Regions from separate parts of the Zea mays genome. Here regions 2 and 3 are each linked to region 1. The links are chromatin contacts, called in public Hi-C maps. All regions are on one chromosome and are shown on one strand. The core of a region is the stretch at or near the end of the contact, and the rest is flanking DNA. Distances in the headings are between cores, read along the strand shown.

The links. Hi-C and Micro-C count contacts between places; a contact is called where the count stands out from the background.
Region 2: a contact with region 1 is called in a Hi-C map of ear, with 1.7 times the contacts expected there. The contact joins the promoter of LOC100285265 here to the promoter of LOC100217312 in region 1. A contact is called at or near these places in 2 of 25 Hi-C or Micro-C datasets (ear and leaf).
Region 3: a contact with region 1 is called in a Hi-C map of leaf mesophyll, with 2.2 times the contacts expected there. The contact joins the promoter of LOC103627883 here to the promoter of LOC100217312 in region 1. A contact is called at or near these places in 13 of 25 Hi-C or Micro-C datasets (bundle sheath, ear, endosperm and 5 more) and 2 of 3 datasets of contacts at active chromatin or transcription factors (leaf and seedling).

Annotation. Positions count from the first base shown.
Region 1 is chr5:223,652,163-223,654,984 of Zm-B73-REFERENCE-NAM-5.0, reverse strand. LOC100217312 (F-box protein PP2-B10) reads right to left here and starts at 1,434. Exons shown (of 2, transcript NM_001143658.1): 1 at 931-1,434; 2 at 1-695. The coding sequence starts at 1,373. The coding sequence ends at 104. It overlaps LOC100272405 (Trimeric LpxA-like enzyme), which reads right to left. Exons shown (of 16, transcript XR_553885.4): 16 at 1,980-2,323.
Region 2 is chr5:223,435,009-223,437,830 of Zm-B73-REFERENCE-NAM-5.0, reverse strand. LOC100285265 (casein kinase I) reads left to right here and starts at 1,348. Exons shown (of 14, transcript NM_001158159.2): 1 at 1,348-1,874; 2 at 2,025-2,065; 3 at 2,145-2,214; 4 at 2,344-2,492; 5 at 2,612-2,707. The coding sequence starts at 1,799.
Region 3 is chr5:223,480,732-223,483,553 of Zm-B73-REFERENCE-NAM-5.0, reverse strand. It overlaps LOC103627883 (phosphate transporter PHO1-2), which reads left to right and starts at 1,480. Exons shown (of 15, transcript XM_008648190.2): 1 at 1,480-1,985; 2 at 2,173-2,247; 3 at 2,481-2,772. The coding sequence starts at 1,743.

The sequences.
Region 1 (2,822 bases), core at 185-2,684:
CGGCTAGCTGCTCCTGTCTAAGCATAATTGATCGGCATTTGTTAATTAATCACTGAATAAAAGAACGAAGAAAAGAAAGATGAAGTCCACTCCAGCTATAGCGCTAGCACGGCGTGTGCTGCTTGGGCCTGATCTCGACGCCCAGCACGACGAGTCCTCTCTTCCAACGGCGGCAATCCACCTCCTGCACCCTGACCTCCACCACCGCCGCGTCGCCCTCGTCGCCCGCCACGTGGAACTCGCCCATCTCGACCTCGGCCCACCCGTCGCCCCTCCGGCGGGGGCACCTGATGTCAGGGTCGGCCTCCCGCGTCGTCGTCAGCACCGTCGTCTTCCGGCCACCGCCGTAGCCCCTGCGGAGGCGCACGTACTGCTGCTTCCGCCGGTGCGCGGCCTCCTCCTCCTCCCCCTGCATGTGGTGCAGGCAGATGGCGTGCTCCGCCGTCGTCGTTGACGTCACCGCCTTGCTGCCGCTGCTCGTAGTCGTCGTCGTCCCACTAGCGCCGCCGGAGGAGACGGTGACCGTGGCCTTGGGCGGCGGCATCCCGACGTGGCACTCGAGGCCGTACGAGTCGTCGGCCATGGTGAAGACGAGGTAGGCCGCGTAGGTGGTCCCCGGGGACAGCAGCGACAGGCTGAGCTTCCCGCTGATCTCCAGCCAGCACACGTCCACGAGCTCCGCCACCTCTGGGAACCTGATCGTACGGTCACTCGATTATGACATAATTTTTGTGATGCAACCATGAACCATGCATGCAGTCATGCAAACTTATACGTCAGTGCGTGCTTTGTCAGTACCTTCGGAATACGTGCCCGCATGCATGCATGAACAGATATGGAGGCATGCATGCATGATGAGACGTGTGTAGAATCAAATAAAACAAAAGGTAATGTAGTACGTTACAGCATGGGCATTCGTGATGGACCCACCTGGACCCTGGCGGGCTAGCGGCCCACGTCCAGCACGAAGGGTCGTCTCCCCACGCAATGCTGAGGGCCCTCGCCGACAGCACGAAGCATCTGGCGCCGCTCCGGATCGACCGTACTGGTGCTACGTTACGAACCAATGCCATGGTGGCCCCGTCCTCCAGGAGGACGGGGCTACAGTCGCAGAGGCGCGAGAAGGGGTCTTCCTTGGACGCGCAGCAGCCGGCGGCGACCGGCCGCTCGTCGGCGCGCGCCAGGACGTCGTCCGCGTGGTCCGGCGGCAGGAACCGCGCCCAGGCGGCGTCGGAGTCCGCAGCGGGCCTGAAGGGCGCCGGCGACACCGCGGACGAGTGGCACGCGTCGCCGAGCGTCGTCAGCGAGATGGCGTGCGCCACGCACTGCTCCGGCAGCCGGCAGACGATCTCCGCCGCCGATTCCGTCGCCATGCACGCAGAGTACTCGTACGTACGTCCGCGTCGCCGGTGTGTGTGTGTGATGATCACGTCGGGTCTCGGTTGAGTGACGGCGGCGGCTGCGCGCGCAGCTAGCTTAATATAAGGGGCAAGCTTAAGGGCTAAGGCTCAGCAGCCGGGCCGCGCGGGCGGGTGGAGTTGGAGCGGTTGCTTCGCTGGGTCCGGTCGGAGGCCGTTGCTGTGTACGTGCTGACTCGGAACGCCGTTTTATTAAACCGGAAATGCGACCTCCTCTCCTCTTTTTTTTTCTCGGCCCGAGATCTCCTCTGCCCCCACAGAACCTTTTTGCTCCATGGGCTGCTGACATGGTTGGCTTCATACCTCACCTCTCAGCACATACATATGGATATTTCAGAGCAGCAATTCTTCTATTCGGGAAAAAAAGAGAATCATCTTTACTTGCGTGTGACACAAATTGTCGTCTGACTGCAAAGGAACGACGCAGAAGAAACGGCAGACGAAATGAAATGCGATCAATCTTTCCCAATACGACGACATGATCTCGATCGACCAGCGTGGCTGTGAGGTCAGAACCAGAACTAAAGATGGATTCCTCTTATCCGCACAGAACACATCCCAAGTCCAAAATGCGATTCCTCTTATCGACGAATTGTCCAGTGTGATTCCGCGGTAACTCTTTACGACCAGAAGATTACAAAGGTCAAACAGTATTAGGAAAACTGCATGCTTTCTCTTCTCATGGTCATAGTAAAACCATCACCAACATTAAACAATGCACACTAGTCACAGTATGCAGCTTATAAACTCGAAACAGCACATGCTGCAGAAGATGTGCGAACGCACAGCGAGATTGCTTAGCCCAGCAGTGCAAGTGCAACCTTCCACTGCTACTCCTGCCGGCTTTTTCCTCTTCTTTTGGCCCCCAGGGCCCTTCTGGTTTTTTCATCGTCCTTCGATTTTTGCTGCCCATTGTTCAGTTGTTTCACAAAGCAAGCAGGGCTATCAGGGAACTAGGGCGAAAAAAAATAAAGAAACATCAAAGGTTTTCGGGGCAAAAGAGCGTGCTTTAAGCAAACTGTGCCCCTTTTGAGGTAAGATTAGTGCCTGATCTACGCAACCCACATGATCCACTGGGACCTTTCGGAGAAGAAGCCTCCATTGTTTCTTTCCCACTACATTTCTCACCAGAAAGAAGATAAAAAAAGGGGGGCCATATCTAAACAAGCTTTTATTAAAGATCTGTGCGAGTGCCGGCTGGGTGCCAAGAAACAGGTGATGGCCAGTTAAACAAATGTGGCGAAGACTTCGCCCAAGCGTCAACCAAGCAAAGATAGCACAGTTATAGCATGTCATCTACACTGGGATCATTTTGGTTCATTCACGCCAAATCGCTCCTTGCTACTCTCCACCAGTTGCGGTTAGGGACAAAATTGTGTTGTGTTGATGTACAGGCAATTACAG
Region 2 (2,822 bases), core at 99-2,598, 220 kb after region 1:
GGAAGCTACGCGCCGCGCCGACCATTTTTCCTTTTCATTCATTTACATTCAATTACCCCATCCTGTTCTTTTTTTTTTCTTCACCTTACATGTAATATAGGGTTGGAGAAAATGCTCTTGTCTCGTCGGCTCGTTTATTTCATGGTCGAGTCGAATCAATTTGTTTGATTTTTTTATAAACTATGCTAGCATTCTAGCTCATTTTGTTAACGAGTCAGCTCGCAAGCTAAACAAGCTATTATATTTCAGCAAAATAAAACTATAGTTACGTGACTCCCTTCCCATGTACGCATGCATTTTCTGCACCGTATTTTTACATGAGACATGCCATGTATTTTATTGTTGGTTGAGAATAGTGTTCGCAACAAGTGATTTTTTTCATCGGACCTAAACGGTCTGAGAATTAATGACAAAAATATGCAAAAAAAACAATTAAGAGTTGCAGTGGAGTAGGTGAACTAAATTATTAGACAAAATATCTAGTGTTGGACTCCGCCGATGCACAGCAAAGCATAGCCAAAGCCAGAGCGACGTGGTCGAGCGCAGAAGCACGTGAAGCCGAGGGGACGTGTGCAGAACAGAAGCGGGAGCCGGGCCGGCCCGGCCCGGATTGGAGAGAAATCTGCTGGTCGACGCGATGCTAATTGCAGCTAGGACATGCCTTGCGTTGCGCGCGTTTAGGTTTAGGTTACGTGTATTGTTGTAGTAGGAGACTGCAACATTCTACGAGGGTGGTCCAGAAGAAAAAAAAGAAGGTGAAATTCTAATAGCTGATTTGGAAACCCAAATTTTCCAAAGTTTTTTATTTTTTCATAGGAAATTAGTTTATTTCTATCGAGAAATTGAAAATTCCATATAAAAATCGGGTTGTCAAACTAGCTCTAAAATTGCAACCGAGACCGGATTCCATGGGACGAAAGGAAAGGGTGGAGAGGACACGAGTGATGGGGGACGCGCAGCCCGTCATGGATTAATCATTACTGTACGTTTATAGGCAATTACTGTTACATGTATATAATATACTCCATTTCATTACCTGCATATAAAATAAATACACATGTAATGTAGTTATGCTGTCTTTCAAAGAAAAGGGAAAGAAGATGTTTTTTTCCTTCGTCCCAACAGCAGAGAGTTTCAATGAGCGAGAGTATTATTTTTTTACACTATATTATTATTAAGAAAAAAAGTGGCGGCCCGGAGAGAAAGCGAAGAGCAACAAGAGCAAAGCGAAAGGCGGGCGCAGCTGTCCGCTGCCTTGCCTTGCCTTGCCTTGCCTGTGCTGTGCGAACCTGCTCCCAGTTAGTAGTATTCAGTTTCCTTATCGGCTGCTGCCCATTTCCGCCCCCTCCCGTCTTTTCCCTTCCGCGTCGGTCTCCTCCCCCACTCTTCTACTTCTTGCTGTCGTCGTCTTCTCTCGACTCCCCGTCCCCTCCCTCTGCCTCTCCCACCCGCCGCTTCCGGATTCCGCCGCCCGTGCCCTCGCCACCAGGAATTCCACTCGGAGTAAGGAGTGTTTTCCCCCGCTGCTTGCTTCGCTTCTCCGGTCCCGGGACCCGCCCCGCTTTCGCCCGACTTAGATTCCACTTCTGTCCGTTCGCTCGCTCGCTCCTTTGTTCTTATCCCCCTTGCTTTGCTCGTTCGTTCGATTGGAGCTAGCCGCTGCGTGGATTCCTCGGCTCGCCGTCCGGATCTGGCCTCGCTGAGCTGCAGCTGCCGCGAATCCCGACTCGATTCGGCCGCGCTCGGATCTCGCCGGACTAGCGGGGACCGAGGCCTCTCGATTCGCCTCGGGGCCGAGATGGATCATGTGGTCGGAGGCAAGTTCAAGCTCGGCAAGAAGATCGGGAGCGGGTCGTTCGGGGAGCTCTTCCTAGGTGAGTTCCCTTCCCTGTCGTCTACCCCCCCCCCCCCCCCCCCCCCCCCCCCGCTCCACGGACTGATAAGATAAGATGCCGGCCCCGTCCGTGTGTTCTCGTCGCTCGGAAAGGCGCTCACTTCGTTTGCTGTTGCTTTGCTGCTCGCAGCTGTGAACGTGCAGACCGGAGAGGAGGTCGCCGTCAAGCTGGTACTGGATTCTCTCCGATTGCTATTTACTTGTTACCATATGATTGGTCTACTTCGTCATTGCTGCTTCGATTGCGCAGGAAAATGTCAAGACGAAGCACCCGCAGCTTCACTACGAGTCCAAGCTATACATGCTTCTCCAAGGAGGAAGTAGGCCCTAGAGTCCTGTCCTGTCCTGTCCAGTTTTACTTCTGGGACGGTACTCTGTGGTTAGTTGCTAGCATGATGCGCGAGTTGGGCTAACCTTCCGCTCCCCCCCTTTTTTTTGTTTCGTCACAGCTGGCATTCCGCACCTGAAGTGGTTCGGCGTTGAGGGGGAGTATAACGTGATGGTGATCGATCTTCTCGGCCCTAGCCTTGAGGACTTGTTCAACTATTGCAGTAGAAAGTTTTCTCTCAAGACCGTGCTCATGCTTGCTGACCAAATGGTGAACACTAAATCCCAGATTTTTGTTCAAACTCTTCCAGTTTGTTTCTTAACGTTAATCTCAGTTCGATGTGCATAGGGAAATTGCTAGTGTTAACACGTTTCTTGCTTATCTTTCAGATTAATCGGGTCGAGTACATGCATCAAAAGGGGTTTCTGCACCGTGATATAAAGCCTGATAATTTTCTTATGGGGCTTGGTAGGAAAGCCAATCAGGTCTGATCCTATATACATGCTTCACTCTTGCTGGCCAACTCATTACATTTGAGCCGAATGTTTTTTACGTGCATTTTGCTGCACTTGAGAAGCCCAAAAGATCCTGCACTAGTGA
Region 3 (2,822 bases), core at 231-2,730, 170 kb after region 1:
ATGGGGTGTAGGAAGGTGCACTAAGAAACTCGGAATTTTAATTGGGTGTGTGTGTGTGCGGACCATCCGCGCTACTGTCGCGGACTGTACTGATTGCGGACCGTTCGGCCTTAGGACCGGACTGTCCGCTCTGCCTATTTTGATGCTCAACACATAGGTCGTTCGACTGAGTTATATGGGTTTTCGATCGAGATACCGATTCAGGTACAATTATTAGATTTTAAGTTGAAACCGCAGATAAGATATTTTTCCCGTTTTATCTTTGTTTTATGTTCGTCCCCTCGCCACCGTGCATGCATACGCGATGTCTGGATCGTTCGTTAGCATCCCCATCCTGGTCTGCGCTCACTGCAGTAGTATGTCGTGCTTTCGGTTGCGGGACGCTGCAACACATCAGCAGTCAGAACACTCGCTCGTCGTCCAGCGTCGTGTCACCATCCGGGTTGTTGGCATACTACTCCTCCGCGATCCGCTTTTTCACCCTCTTGCTCGTGCTCGCATCCGCATCCGCCGACCACACACACATGCACGCTAAAACCCGTGCGAAACGCAAAAATAATTTTAATCTAATCCCACGAGCTAACTAACGGTTAATGAAGCTCAGTCATAGTAGTTTCTGCGAAGAGGACTCAGGTGCGCGTGCGCATGCTGTCGCGGCGTCACCGCCACGTCAGAGCCTCGCCTCGCCGCCGGTGTGGGCGGCTGCATGCACGCACCAGGCACCACCGCACCACCAGCACCTGGTACCTCCTCTCTGATTGTGCTGGTCCTAGCTCACCGCACTAGTTAACAGGCGTTGCTTAACTTTGATAAACAAGATATAAGATGAGCACGCTGCTGATGACGACGATGAGCCAGAAGCCAGCAGCTAGCAGTTGCAGGCGTTGCGTAGAGACCAGACCAGACTCGAGAGCCCGGCCGGCCCTGCTGAATTCCTGGGACGCAAACGCAATGGCTAAGAGGCAAACGCAGTCCCAGACTTCTCGCGATGCCCAATGCATGCCATGCCATCCATGGATCCGCGCGCGCCTGTCTTTTCGCCAGAAAGATGGCGCGGAACGCACAACCGAAAGCCCCCGCCCCCCGGCCACTTTCCTTTCTTATGCCAACAAGCAAAATAAAAGCACCCATCAACTCACAGCACGCAATTCATCACTATCGATACATGTGTATCTGTATTTTCAGCGGCGTACGGTATCTCTATCTATAGTTACGCATTGCCTTGGACACCAGCATTTTTTTTTAAAAAAAAATATTTATATGTATTGTTTTTTTTTTTACATGCATATGTCATGTGTGTGTGTGAGTGAGAGAGATAGAGAGAGTGATTGAGGGCATTGTGGGAGCATGCGCAGCATGAATAATGAACTGCAAGTGCAAGCTCGATCTCCACTAGATCGAAGCAGCGCAACACGCATCCAGAATGCACATTCCACCAGTTTCTTTCTTTCTTTCTTTGCACTGCACTGCTGCTCGCCTTTATTTAATTTCTCCCCTGCATCGACCTAATATTGTTATCCCCTGGCTGGCTGGGCTAGGCTAGCCTAGCAGGTACGTAGGCTGCCCTCGCAGCACCACGCACAGGCGCACTAGCTCTCTCTCTTAGCGAGCGGCAAACCACTCTTCTTCCTCCTCCATATCCATCTCCACCTATATAAGCCGCGCGCCAGGCAGGGTTGCTTCCGCCACCACTCCTACATACCGGTCCCTGTCCCTGTCGACCCCTCGAGGCGGATCCCACGATGGTGAAGTTCTCGCGGGAGTACGAGGCCAGCATCATCCCCGAGTGGAAGGCCGCCTTCGTCGACTACAAGGGCCTCAAGAAGCTCGTCAAGAGGATCAAGATCGCCCGCCGCGACCGCGCTGCCCGTAGTACCAGCAACGACCACGACGACGCCACCACCACCACCTATGGCTTCTCCGTCCTCGACCCCGTCCGCGCCCTCGCCTCCCACTTCAACAACGCCACGCCCCCGGCCTCGCCAGTACGTCGTCGCCGTCGCCCTTAGCTTCTCTCTCGCTCGCCCCAGCCGCCCGGCGCTCGCTTGTGCTACATACTGTTCGTTGTTGTGTCGGTCGTGCTCGTGTACGTACGTACGTACGTCGTCGCCGCCGCAGACCGACCGGTCGTCGAGTGTTTCTGACGCGTCCGGCCGCTTGCGTTGCGCGCAGGAGGGCGGCAGCGACGACGCCTTGAGGAGCTTGGAATCGGATTCAGGGGAGCTCGTGAGAGCCACGGACAAGCATGTATGCAGTGCTCGCCCTTGATCTCCATGGATCGATCATCTAGCTACTACTACAGTCGTAATATTCATTATTAGTACTATCATTCTATATTTAATTAGCTGTTATGGATTGAACAAAGTAGGACAGGGAAAAACAAAGAAAGAAAGAAAGAAAGTTACAGTAACTACACACGGCTAGCTAGCTTGTTAATTGTTTACCCATGTCATGTCGTACATATACTTATGCGCATGCAGGAGCAAGAGTTTGTGGAGAGGGCGGACGAGGAGCTGGAGAAGGTGAACAAGTTCTACGCGGCGCAGGAGGCGGACATGCTGGCGCGCGGCGACGCGCTCATCGAGCAGCTCCGCATCCTGGCGGACGTCAAGCGGATCCTCGCCGACCACGCGGCGGCGTCGTCCCGGCGCGGCCGCGCGCGGCTCGCCCGGACCGGCGGGAACTCGTCGCCGCCGTCCGTGGACGGCTCCAACAGCGGCCGGCACCTCCTCTCTTCTCCCTTCGTGGCCTCGTCGCCGCAGTCCATGTCAGGTAGCTAGCTAGATAGACACGTCTGCACTGCACACCGGCCGGCAGGCACG